Linked DNA regions of Acanthopagrus latus: region 2 is linked to region 1. A link is a contact called in public Hi-C data. All regions are on one chromosome and are shown on one strand. The core of a region is the stretch at or near the end of the contact, and the rest is flanking DNA. Distances in the headings are between cores, read along the strand shown. Region 1 holds the start of gramd1bb (protein Aster-B). Region 2 holds the start of rbm7 (RNA-binding protein 7).

Region 1 (7,084 bases), core at 1,196-3,695:
TCCCAGGTGACAGCTCCCATAGCAACAGGCAGGGATGTCTGCAGTTTCACAGCAATATCTCTCACCACAGTCGTGTTGTAACACGCAGCAGACAAGTTCCTTAAACCTAAAATAAAGCTCACAGCTCAGGAAACTTTCTATCAGCCTCTCGCTGAATGATGCAGAAACCAAGAACTGCCATGCTTGAAATCATTTTTTGATGCCATTATCTCGACAATACAAGGCAATTATTACATTATTTGAGGAAACGAGGTGTGTTCACTGGAGATAGTTCTTGATAATTATCCCATAATCATCCTGGGATCTTAGGAAAACAAGAAAAAAAGTTTTCTCAAGGTATATTATCTCGTTATCTTGAGAAGTTGGCCTTGCCCTGATTATCTTGAGATAATTAAATAATTGACCTGTCATCTCAAAATAATGATAATGAAAAAACGTGAAGTATGTCTGCTCTCGTTTCACGAGGAAGTAAAATCACACCAAAGAGAATTCCAATAACAAATATGTTTTTCCAGTTCCAGATTATGTGTAGATATAAAGTACAGTGTGCAATATCTACATCTATCTACTCTATACATCCTTTTGACGGTTATCAGGCACAGGCTGGTTGTCTAAGATTGGCTTAAAGTACTTTGTTCATTTCTTCTAGACCTTGTGGTGCTGAACACTGTGCTGTCGGTTAACCACAGACACATAATGACCTTTACGATAATTCATCTGATCATATTTTCTACATTGTCGATGGTCATCGTGTGACCCCCAACAATGTCAGTGTTAACACCTGGTATAGCGGGCTTTAATCTGAAAATAAAAACCATGTAAGTTTTGTCATCGGATCTCTTTCTACAGCAGACTTTGACTTGTCATGGTAGGAAAAGCAGGCAACACGAGTGTGTCAGCACGCACAACACTGAGACTGAGACGAAAGCAGCTGTTTTCCATGTTACCATTCATACCAACTCGTGCTCTATCTACCACATTGAATTAAATTCCCAGGTTACAATCAGTGACTGTCATTAAGACAACTGGACACAGCTGGGCTGGAGAAGCTGTGGCCGCCTTTGGGACTGACCTATCATCTCATCCTTACTAACAGGGACCGCATTAATCAACAGCAATGTACACACCACAGGTGCGATGGTGTACACGAGTTTAAACACATTTATCTAATGCTTTGCTCAAGGGAACCGGTAGCTGTTTTTGGAAGGTTCTGCAATGTGTTTTCGGCATAACTAACAATACTTTGGTCAAAGTCTTCCTGTTTTTCATGTTAATAATCATCTACAAACTGACTGTACAGTATAAATCATTTAAGGTTGTCCTTACATACAGCATGAAACAGTAAACTGAAAAAAACAGTAAACAGTAAAAAAAAAGTTAAGTTTGAATTGGTTTTGAGAAGTTAGCAAGCTAACAGACATGGACAGGCCGGATTAATGCATTAAATACCAGCCAAATTTAAGACTTCTACTAATGCAGGCAGAGCAACATTAGCTAGCTAACTGAGTTAGCTTACTTCTTCCGTCTTGTTCGCTGCAGGGCAGGTTGGCATAGCCTCGTTTCCTCCTCCCTCTCTCCACGGTGCCACTTTTATACCTCTGACATTCAAACACAGCGAGGACGAGGGGCTGACTTTGCACTCTTAGAGTGGATTACTATGGTTTATTTTTCATTACACCACAGTGTATGTCAGGGGAGGCGGTGGATGTATCTTCTTGACATCCCCCCCCCCACCAAACATTTAATCCGTTCAACATCACCGGCAATAATCGCCTTGTGCATTTCCTCTCCTCCCCGGCAGGCCTAAACCCCCTCAAACCTGTTTTTTTTTTTCCACAGAGAAATTCTTACTTGTGTCGTTTCCTGTCGCTGCAGGGAGAGCTTGACTTCCCGCGCTGGTGCTGTCCATGCTGGAAGGGGCGGAAGGTGATGCCCCTGAACATTCCGTCCTCCGCCGGCTCCTCCAGCCTGAGCTGAGGGATCAGATGCCCGAAGGCCATGTCCTCTGTAGCGAAGCCTCCGCGCTGCTAACGAGGTTCAACACACTCGGTAACTCGCAGTTCTGTGTGTTCAAGTGCGGAGATCCGACCTACTGAAGGCGGGCTAGACTATTATTACCCCGCTGCCGGAGCGTCTCGGGCTGCCAGGAGAGGTGGTGGCACAGTCTGGGGACCTGCAGGTGTCCTCCAGGGGGTTGTCAGCTAATTGAGGAAGTTATGTAACTGACTTTGTGCTTCTTCTGTCATTAGCACAATGTTTGTGATGAAAGAAAAAATGTCTTTCAGAGGCTCGAGCATGTCTCTAGAGTAGAGGACAAGATTGGATGTGCAGAAGTGGGCTACATTCACCCACAGCCCACTTTTTTTCCCTTTTTTTTTTTTTTTTACTGTAATTGAATACAGGAAGCTTTTCTTTCACTTGATCATAAGTCACCTCTCAAGCTGGAAAAGTATGAATGAAGACTTTTCTGGCAGGGTAATGGATGTTTACCTGAAAGTAATCACGGTAGAAAAGTTTAGGAATGGTAAAACTTCCGGAGCCAGGGGCCCTCGGGCTGGAAGGCCCTGACGCATCACCCAGCACCCATACATAGAGCATCAGTGACATCGGTCCAACACCCAGCCCAGCCATGGCCTGTTCACCCTGCTGCCATCTGGCAGAAGATACAGAAGTGTCCGCCGCCGTACCACCACACTACAGAGCAGCTTTGTTCCCCAGGTCGAGATACTCTTTTTTTTTGTAGAAACACTTTGTAGAAATGATCGTGTATTACTAACTTTTTTATGGGCCACGCGTGAGCAGATCGAAAACATGACATGAAAGATGAAACCTTCCCCGTCTCTCACCGATGCCTCTACAAGCCCTCAATAGGTTCTGATCGTGCACATAGCTTGTTATAGCACGTGCTCATGAGATTGATTAATCATCTATGAAATAAGGGTGAAGCTGACTGTTTGCCTGCACCGTTTAACTGATGGTTGACGGCGAGCCCCTCTGACTCGTGAGCTAGTGAACGCCGTCTGCCGCGCCCAGAGTGGATCTTTGCGACATTGAAAATGGATTCTGAAATGATGCAAACTGTGGTAATAAAGCGGAGCACATTAAGAGCTGCGTTCAGACGAGCGCCCTGTGAGCAAAAAACAAAAAACATGTGTTAAGGCGCGGAGTCTGAAGGTGAAAGCCTCGGCTGAGTGGCACTCTCTCTCTTTAGCGTTTATAATTATGGATCTCCTTTGTCTAATTTAGCCGACATGCTCCATTAAAAGATACTGAATCGTTAGTTGCCACATTTTTCAATTAGATGGACTAATGGCTTTCAGAATTAAGACTCCTGTTGACTCAATTAATATTCACGCGTCTTGCTTTCCCTGCCTAACAGAGGGAACAAAACACTTTAATTATTGAATATTACGACATCTCGTTGGCCGTGTGACTAGTGTGAAGGCGGGAAGAATCACAACGTAAATCGATGGACACATTTATAGGCCCCGTCATGTTGAACAGTGTCAGGTTGAGTGCGGCCCCCACCGGTGGATCATTTCTCAATGTATGCAACTCAACTTTTCTCAAGTGGAGCTGCAGCCCCGGTGAAAGAGTGTCAGAAATAGCATGCTATTAACCTCTCCGTCTGAATTCATGACAGCGCTGTAATTAGTGCAGTTGTCGGAGAGCGAAACATACTTTGGATGTGGGTCACAGAGCAGTGTTCATTACCCAGAAATAATCGGTGCAAAGACACACACACACACACACACACAAAGCACCGGTAGAAGTACACAGGATTGATCAAAGAGACTGACGGCAGTGAAGCCAATTTAATTTCTAACAGTGGTGTGCTGACATTTATACCAATCAGATAAAACACTTGCACATTCCTTTTTTTTTTAATCAAAACGGAAACAGCAACATGTAAACTCCTCCTGCGGCACCCCTATTCAGCAATATGTTGTGCTCAGGTTCCACCAGAGGGAGCTTTAAGCAAAGCCACTCATGTGCAGCACCTGTACCCGATGAGACCCACTAACAATATTACTGTTATATTCCTCCACTGAGCCAGATGGGACAACAGTGCTCGGTGGATCGCAGCATAGACGGATAACTTTTTTCTATTTCTTTCACAATCTTCAAACAGTGGCCACGACTGAATTAGATTACAGTCGTCTGTGGAGACCCAGGAAATGAGATCCGCTGATCAGACATACGTTCATTGTCCAGTGAAGAGGAGAACGTTATCCAGGCCTCGCAAACTTGGAAGAAAAAAAAAAGAGAGAGACAGAAAGACAGCTCAGCTCCTGAAATTAGATCACCATGTTCCAAACTTTCTCTGCAGCTCCCCTTTTCTTCTTTTTCCCTTAATATAGGTTACACATGAGATTCCTGATTAACTAATCTCGACTGACGGTGTCTGATGTGTGACTTATGATTCCTCTCATCTCATTAAGAGCCTATCAGCATCACTGATAACAAGAGAGCTATCCCCAATCAACACCAGGGGGTGCAATTATATAAGTGACTTCAATTATGGAAAGCCTTGTGTTGCAATCTTCTAGTATTTACTTTGTAGATTACAGAGTGAGACCAAGAGCAAAATAAGATTTGGTATTAATTAGGCTACAAAGCTCGCTCAGAGCGAAAATATTCCTTATCTGCGAGACGACATATTTTATCACTTTTGTGCTTGGGCTAATTAGAGCGTGAGTGTCCGTGTTAATTCACTACTAGAAGATTTGCAACAGCAGTAATGTGTGCTAAATAGGCACAAAATTATATCTAAAGAGAAAATAACCCTCATCATCCGTAACACTGGAAATCAACACCTTTCCTTTTTTGTTTTCAGATAGTCAAAGCCACAACCCAAATGATGCATTAATAAGTGGGTGTTTGTATTTGTTGGAGTGTGTGTGTGTGTTTGTGTTTGTGTGTGAGTAGGCAACGCCAGTGTGATGGGTTTATGACAGTGTCATCACACATGACTAATCATGTGGAACAGTGGGTGTGGAGGCACGGAGCAGACAGAGGAGGAATGTGATCTGGCCTTGAAAATCTGATCTTGCTTAATATGGATGCCGCGTTTTGAGAAGATGCAAATTTAGCGAGCGCTCTGCAGCCAACTCCTCTGACAAACAGATGTCAGAGAACACGCTGGTGATTGTGTCGTCCCCCGTGGCTGGATCATGTGCATTAACTCAGAGCCGTCGTTTCTGCTTGTTCAACCCACTTTTTCGTGAGTTCATACCTTTTGTGCGCATCCTTGGGGCTGAGATAAAGTCACAGCCAGTCTCTCCAACCAGGGCTGACACGGACACTCCGTCTTGGCAGTTCAATAGATTGTCAACATAAGAGGAACTTTTTCAGAGGGGAGAGACGAATGTCAGTCAATAAGCGCCTGACAGGTCAATAGATATCGCTGACCTCGTCGCCACGGACGAGAGCGTGGCGTTGTAGAGAGTGGAGATCAGGACAATGTCGAGGAGGAAGGAGCCTGCCCAAGAGCTGCATCCTCAGCCACTAAAGGACCACATGACGTGACGCACTCAGTTACAACAGCTGCACAGACAGGGACATCTATATCTCTAGCGAAATACCTATTGTTATTTATTCAAGCATCCAATTAATTTGTACTGAGTACTGAATGGTGCATCTTTAGGTGCATCTGCAGAAAGCATTCTTCAGGTGTCTGCAGTTTTTGGCCCCTGAAAGGCACGAAGAAAACTATATTCACACATGAAATATAAAGCAGGCAATACAAATCGCTGCTAGCTGTTCTAACAGTGTTGAGAGTTGAGGCTGCACTCTTCAAGCTGACTGATCAAATGTTAGCATGACTGTGCTGACATGCTGATGTGTAGCAGATAAAGTGTTTACAATGTTCACCAACAAATTTAGCACATTAGAATTACATTTTGCACAATTCGCACTCTACAGACAGCACAGCAGAGACTGAGGGGGATTTGCAGTTGCTTTTCAAGTATTGGCTTTGAAACCAAATCCACATTGTCAGTGGTGACACAGTATATTCTCAGAATAAGTGGAATATTCTACCTGCCAGTGTTGGTGTTACAAGAAAAGTCACAATCATCATGGTTATTCAGATTCATTTTCTGTCTTTTTTAACATTATGTTATTATACATGCTGGTCATACAGATTGTTAGAAAAACCCCATGTTGGAAAACATAATGTATACATTAACAAAGAGGATGTCCTGGCCCTTGTGGTAGTGCATAAAACCTGCATTCTTTTCATGACCAGCAGGGGGTGACTTCACTGGTTGCAAAAAAAGAAGTCTGACTGTATTTAAGCTTATGAGGAAATTACTTTATCTCTTGCTTGTTTTATTGCCTCAGTAAAAAGTTTCCTGATGAGGTTTTGGTCTCAATCACTAGTTTCAAGCCCGCTTTTATTCAAATTAGGGAAAAAAACACAATGGTAGTACCAAAGGGTTCTCAATCAAATCTGATGAGGATATCCTCCACCATGTCGATGAATGGTATGGTAATTTCTACCCCCACCAAAAAAACACATGGTGACAGTCATTAATGCCCAAATGCTAGTCTGCAAACAAATTGTGTCCTGTTGTGTTTACACTTGGTTGAATAATTAATAGTCTGGACCAAAGACAGAGTGAGTGAGCGAGAGTCTTCGAGCTTTGCCCCTAACATTTAGAGCCACGCCACTTGCACAGTTAAACAAGCATATCTCAAGATTTTAGACTGATTTCCTAAATTGTGAAAGTCATGTACTGTAACTGCTGTGAATGGGACTTGCTTCAAAAACACAAGGATGTTTCTCGGCCTGTGACTTTTAATAATATCCATGTTTGCTTATTTTTTTTTTTGCCTTCCGGTTCGGATTTCTCTGACAAGTAGGTTAACAATGTCTTGCTTTTTGGCAGCTGTCAAATTTCCCTTGAGTCAGCTGGCTCAAGTTGACTGAATTTGTTGCTACGCGAATACGTATGTACAGTACCTTACAGAGTAAAGAGCATGAAAAGAGGCCTTGACCCTGTCACTACCTGTTAACATCATTTGCACCAACATCAGTTCCCAGACCCACAGCAAAGGGAAGGTTACCCAGAGTAATCAT
Region 2 (7,084 bases), core at 2,031-4,530, 130 kb after region 1:
GGCATATGACGCGAACCACCGATCAATAAGAACTGAACCTGGGATCTTTCCAGTCAACCACACGTGATGAATGTCATCACATCACTGGTAAACAAAAGACTGAATGTTTTCGTACATGCATGAACGACAGCGAAGACCTTGCGCTATCTGAAAACTCCTCACGAGCTCCATTCATTTGAGATGTAAATCTCTCACACCCTCGACTTAAACTTTACAATAGAAACACTCTTGAAAACAGTTCCAAGGACAGCAAGATCACCCCCTTTATAACAAGCCATTCAGAACCCTCTAATGTTGTGAGAGACTTGAAAGTGGGCTACAGGCTAAAAGAGAAACATGAAAAGAGGATATTCCTCTGACAATCGAATCCAATTCCCCTCTCCGCATTAAAGAAGAAAAGAAACTCTTAAATTCAGTTTTTTTTTTTCTTCGACAGTGCATAGCAACCGTCTCTCATCCCCACAGAGATAGAGCCCCACTAACTCCACGCTGACATAACCAATATGCTTGGATCAATGCTGCCATCTACTGCTGCTTCTCAGTCCCTTCAGCGTCACCTCAGCTTACATCACTGTGTTTAGAGTAATGAATGAAATGTTGTTGTTTTTGTTAGGGGATTTACTTGATTAGATTAGAAGTGAAAAGAAAAATGTCTTTATTTACTAACAAAAAACAAAACAAAAACATTGTTCAGTAATGAGGGTTTTACAGATCCAGCATGTTTATCCCTCCCCTCCCCTCCCCCATTTCCACTTGGTATACGTTGTCCCAGGGAGCATCACTTTCATAGTGCTCCTCTGAATTCCTTCCAATGGTTATAAAAAAGAGGGAGGGGGAAATACATCAGGGAGATGTATGGGGTAATGGCAATGTAGGGACCCAAAATAGATGCAAGGGCTTTAGTCATCAAATAGTATACTGCGCAGGTGTGGTTTTATGGTTTAGGCTCTTTTTTTTTTTCTTTTTTTTTTTAACTGCTTCCATTGCAACCTTGCACCATTTGTAAATCATAAGCATTTTGTGGGAAAGCGCCGATACATCCTGCACATCTAATACGTCAAGCGGTAACAGCTAATGCGCAACAGCGAGGGGTCCCACAGGATGATGATGACAGCCAAGACTTTTGGTGTCAAATTGCAGTGTTTATTGCCACATGAGTAATACAAGTGATGGAAACGGCAGTGCCTTGCGCGGGGTAAATAATGAATGTCGCAGAGACTGCAAGGTGGGGATTATTTCAGAATGGATGGAGCGTGCAGTCCACTCTGATCTTTCATAAATTAGAATGAAAGGGGAAAAGGAGCACAGTCCTCGCATTCTCGCCCCCTTGTGCTGTCTCTGCCTCTCTCGCTTGATCTTTACTGAGCCAGATATCTGTGAGGATGTTTCCCGGGCATGAAGGGGAAAATCATTACAGCTCAAATTGATCTAATTAATATGGAGGACGGACACAGGGGCCCAGCTGATTAAGCTGGGAGTAGAGCCTTCTCGCGTCGCTCGCCTTGACCTCCACACTCAATGATGTTGCCGGCACCAGGAGCACTTGGTTCCAGGCGCTTGAGTCACCGACCCAATCACACTGAGCCAGCGGGTGAGGGGGTAAAAAAAAAAAAGGAAAAGAAAGAAAACCTTATCTGTGTGCAACAGCCAAACAGTCTGAAGAAAGTGAATATGCCACAGAAGGGAAGAGAAGACTGACTTTATATTATATATAGTATAAGGTAGGAAATTAGCTGAAAGTATGGCTCACACATGGAAAAAATGCAACTGAAATATTTAAAGTAATGTAAATGAACGAATACTATGCAGTCCAAGGAAGAGGTGAAAAGGTCATGCGTGCAGGAAACCCTCTGTGGGGGTTGTTTGACTTGTCTTAAAGCAATATTGCAAGTAACCGAAGCATGTTATAAACATGACACTGCAGGAGAAGCACTGGTTTGAGTGACAAAGTGGACGGCTTGAAAATCATTTTCGCTGTTTCAGCTTCGTGGTCCTGGCGCTGCTCATGCTGGTTCACTGTCACGGCCTACTGAGATACATGAGTGGGTCAGAACCATCGTTAATGTTATTAGCAACACCTGTGCTGTTCCTGCTATGACAAATCAAAATGTCTGCTGTGGAAAAGGGCATTTTGTGTCCGAGACGGCAGTCCGTGGTACTCAGAAAATCACTCAGACACTGGTTGTCTTTCAGCAAGTCCTATGAACTGACTTGTAATTCTGGCAATTCAAACTGTTTCCTCTTCAGCTTCACCATCAACCAAAGACACTATGTAGGTATGACATTTAAGAATGAATGGATTTAGTTGAGTAATTCATTTGTCAGTCAGCAGGAAATGTATCTGAAAAAAAATGTATTTAAGAAAAAAGAAAAGAAAAAAATCCCAGACATTCAGCTTCAGCAGTGAAATATAAGGATTCCATTTTTTTTCCTTACTGTGTCATACCTTTGTGCATGTTTTAGACTATTAGTCAAAACCAAGAGACAAATGAAGAGTTTGAAAATGTCAGTCTGAATATCCTAAAATTGGCAAAAAAAAATATGCGATTCATCTAAACAAAATCAATATGTGAATGACTAACTTAATAATAATTTGCACACCCACAGACCTAATTATACAATGATACCGTACAATAAGGGAATTGTAGTTGTACAGATAAAGGTAATACTAATTTTTAATTGATTCGGTCACCTTTTTTTTGTCACCTTATATATCATGTATTATAACAAATGACAAATTCTAAAAGCATGGTAATAAAACAAGAATAAAGTGCCTCAAACATGGTGAGATAATGAATGAAATAATTAATCACAATTACAACACAATCATATAGAATGCACATGTGACTGGTCAGTTGTTTTTTTTCTGCCCATGAAGACATTATTAATTCATCATTAATTTAAATACCTTAGTTGTTGCATTAATATACCTATTGTTTAAACATGAAGTCATGCATAACATACTGTTATGTATTGTGCATTTTTGATAGTTCATGAAATATGACATGGATGAATTAATTTTGCTTCATTATAGACTTAATTCATGGAAACTGTACCTCGATCCCTTTTTTCCACAGGATGGCGAAGGTACAACCCGCCCCACTCTGCTTCTGATTGGCTAGTATCTATTGCGTTCTTTGGTTGGGTTGGTTAGATTTAGGCATCAGGAGCGACATTGGTTAGGGTTAAGGCTGACAAAATCAGATTAAGCCAATCAGAGGCAGAGTAGGGCGGTTCATTCCTTCGCCATCTGGTAAGAGGCTATCGCAGTATGTGTCGTAAAGTAGCCGCCGTTCGCTACGACGGAAACTAAAGTGTGACGGCATTTCACTTTACGACGATCCAGGCCTTCCGTTTAAATTCCGCAGAGCGCTTAATTACGCTATACGCTAACATCCACACACCGCCCGGACAGTACCAGTATCCGCCTATCTGCTCAGGTACAATGGGAATAGAGGATGAAACGGACCGGACGCTTTTCATAAGAAATCTGGACTCGCGAGTGTCGGAGGAGCTGCTGTTCGAGCTGTTTGTGCAGGTGCTGTTGTTGCTAACATTAGCTGTAGCTAGCAAATGTCAAGTGTATGGATAGCATAACACAATGCTAACAAATAGAAAGCATGTCAGAGATAAACATGGCTATAAAATGTGAAGTCTTGGGGTGCTAGGCTTATTTTGCAATACCTGCGGCTCCATCTCATATGCTAGAATGCTAACGCTGTGGACGGTCCCAACAGATGATGTTGAACCACGAACAGCGGCTAGCGTTAGCTTTAGCTAGTTGTTGTTGTTTGGGTGGCCGGTCGCGTCGTTAGGGATTAATTGTTTTGTTTTTTGTTTTTGCAGGCAGGACCTCTCATCAGAACTAAAATTCCTAAAGACGCGGATGGGAAACAGAAAACATTTGGCTTCGCCGTTTACAAACATGAGGTGTCCGCGCCGTACGCCGTGCAGCTGCTCAACGGGACAGCGCTCTTTGGGAGAACTCTTCATGTGCAGTTCAGATCAGGTGAGGTGACTTTATGAAGAAGTTAGGCGAAGAATCTGAATACTTTCTCCACCACTGATGTTAGATCCATTTCCGAGTTATGGCTAGGTTTCGGATCCAGACAGTCGGAGGGCTGCCGTGTTTGTTTTGCTACGGAGACCGGACATGATCTGACTTCCAGGAATAACTCGCTAGAAATTATTATTATTATTATTATTATTATTATTATTATTATTATTGTTATTATTATCATTATTATGTTAACAGTTTTATCTCACACGTCAAGTCTTTCAACCCTGTTGACTTTGTCTGAAAAAACGGCATCCAATGATTGATTAAACAGCACAAATGCACAGTGACACCGTGTGTGTAAAGCATGTATGGACAGGGTTAACCTATGATTGAATCTAATATTAAGGATTTTTCTGATTATTGGAATCTGTTTGTTCTCTTTTTTTTTAATTCCAATTGCAGGTAAAGTTAATAATAATAATAATAATAATAATAATAATAATAATAATAATAATAATAATAATAATAAAAAAGCTCTTACATAGTGCATTTGGCAATTAAATGTAAATGAAATAGTAAAGTACAAGTACCATTAAGTTATGCTTGGATACACCACTTAAGTAAATTGACTTGGTTACAGTGCTTTACAATTTGGTTTAATTTGGATGGTAATGTGTTTCAATTGACTGCTTATTCTGTGACAAGTCAGACTTTTTATTTTGTGTATTGTGAATATTTTTCATCCCCAAAAATAATGACACACATTTTATTTAGCTTTTTATTTCATATCCATGCGCATGCATGTATGTCCCATATCCCAATAGTTCTAAGTAATTTTGAGTAGTGCACTTGCCATACACCCGCCTTTAAAAAAAAAAAAAGAAAAATCAATTAAAATAATATGTATGTACTGTTGCCAGTTCGGCACTTTATAAATGACATGGTGTGCCAGTCACTCACTTCTTGAAAATAATAGGAATAGAAATAAATTGGCCCCCTCAGATAATATTATTAATAAAGCTAATAGCAAGTAGCAAATAAATGTCACCAAAAAAGGGCAATGTACTCTAATTTATTATGTAAAAATATAATTATTATAATGGTATTAAAACAAAATGATATTGATGTGTATGTGAGTGCACTCCGAGTCCCAAATCAAAGGGTTAGGGTTAGGGTTAATGAGGAAATCAAATGAGGAAGTTAAGTCTAAAATCGCAGCCTCTGTATTTACAGGTATACTCAGGGCTCCATTAGTCAGTCAAGTTTGGACCTTAGCTCCATCAAGAGGTTGCAGACAGTATGGCCAATATTCTTGCTGTGTGGCTGGTACTAAGATGATATTGATTACTGCAAAATCTAGTGAGTAAACAGCAGGAACATGGTAGAAAATCACAGTGTGATACCTGTAGCACATTATGGACATACTTATTTTTTAAACTGTATTGTTTTGTCCGTTCCTAATACCTCGTGTTCTGTCCCTTTGTCCCATTGTAGGCAGCACTCACAGCAGCAGTCCAGGGAACTCGCAGAATTCAAGTCCTGTAAATACCCCAAATCCTCATGGCCAAAGGTAAGAGTGTCCCATGAACAGTTTTGTCAGTAGAATTACTGCAGCTTCTGGCTCTTCTCAGCCTCAACTTGGCTAGACCTTTGTGTCTCTCTAGCTTTGCAGAAACAGCAATTAGCATGATGGTTCTGGGCTGCATTTTAAGCAGGTGGATTTTTGAGCTTACCTGAAGGCATACATCATGCAAATGTGTCGGGTAGAGATGCACCAGTCAATCAGCCAGAGACTCAGTCACTCTAAGCATAATCTGTGATGACTGGGTGGTCAGTGTGGGATAGATCCAGTTTGGACCCATTAAATTGTGCATATAATTTGAGGATAAAATAACAGCAAGGAGGTTCCTGTAGTATGAGCCTAGTTTAACTGTGCACATGTTGCTGACTCCTTCAGTGTTTACCTTTTAATAAGAGTCCTGGAAATCAGTAAACATAGTGTAAATGTTTATCAGGCGGCTTAGATTTACAGAGGCCATTTCACAAACAGGCCACTCAGTTATATGGACTAGGGTACAACTTTATGTTGGATAAAGTGGGATATACTTCAATTAGGTTTCAGTTGGATTTTATTAGATTTTTTAAAAATGATTTGTTTAGTTCTTTAATTGTCTTTATGGTCATACAGTTTGAATTTTCCATCAAAAAGATGCCAAAAAAATTGTGAATGCTTTCAATTACTGCAGTTTTTAGTACAAATTAATCATAACGCTTGTTTCTTCGTGAGCCGAATAGTCAGCTTTTTGAAATGTTTTTGCCGAACACCTCTTAAATCTGAAATATTTTGCCCTGAAAATCATATGTGTTACTGTAATAACTCGTTTAACAAATGCATCACCTATTTGTTGGACTGAGAATGAAGCCTTCTTGTAACGTAGTTAATAATTTTGAGTTTTTAATTGGTACCAGACTTTCTGTGTGCGTGTTGAATATGTTCCCGCTTCCTCCGTATTGAATATTACTTGCTGCTGTTGGCAGTACCTTTTGCACAGAAATTGGAGCACTGGCAAAAGATGTTGCATGAAATGGGATTGGACTGGTCTGTATTTACACAAACAGAAGACTCTGTGTGCAATCCTTTCCATGTTACATGCCAAATTTCATGCCCCAGTGCCTGTACAGGGCATTTACTGGAAAAGTTAAAAGTATTGGCCTTAGAGTTAAATTAGACAGTATCAGAATAATGTAATATAGTTTGTGCATTCTGAGTTTGTTAAATTATGTCCTGTTGTACTACTCGAGTAGAGAGAAATTTAGCTTTTAGAGTATTTATTGGAAAAACTGAATCAAATTTAGTAGTTAGAAATAACTGCCGTGTTTGATTCTTGTATGTATCATCTTTTGTAGAACCAACTAAAATTCAACATTTTCTTACTGATGCATAAATAGTTTACAGCATATTAGAGCAAACTCTCTGATGAGGAATGTTCTGATTTTGATTTGCATAATCAGTTCCTGGCAGCAGATTTAATCTCCCCAAAAGCAACCCAAAGTGGTGGAATTTGAATACCTGAAAATGAGGCT

Evidence for each region. A called contact is a pair of places that touch in the nucleus more often than the background predicts.
Region 2: a contact with region 1 is called in a Hi-C map of muscle, with 6 times the contacts expected there. The contact joins the promoter of rbm7 here to the promoter of gramd1bb in region 1. A contact is called at or near these places in 3 of 4 Hi-C or Micro-C datasets (liver and muscle).

Annotation. Positions count from the first base shown.
Region 1 is chr2:21,578,951-21,586,034 of fAcaLat1.1, forward strand. gramd1bb (protein Aster-B) reads right to left here and starts at 2,446. Exons shown (of 26, transcript XM_037076445.1): 1 at 1,852-2,446; 2 at 1,517-1,598.
Region 2 is chr2:21,712,521-21,719,604 of fAcaLat1.1, forward strand. rbm7 (RNA-binding protein 7) reads left to right here and starts at 3,281. Exons shown (of 5, transcript XM_037085320.1): 1 at 3,281-3,538; 2 at 3,847-4,009; 3 at 5,495-5,570. The coding sequence starts at 3,446.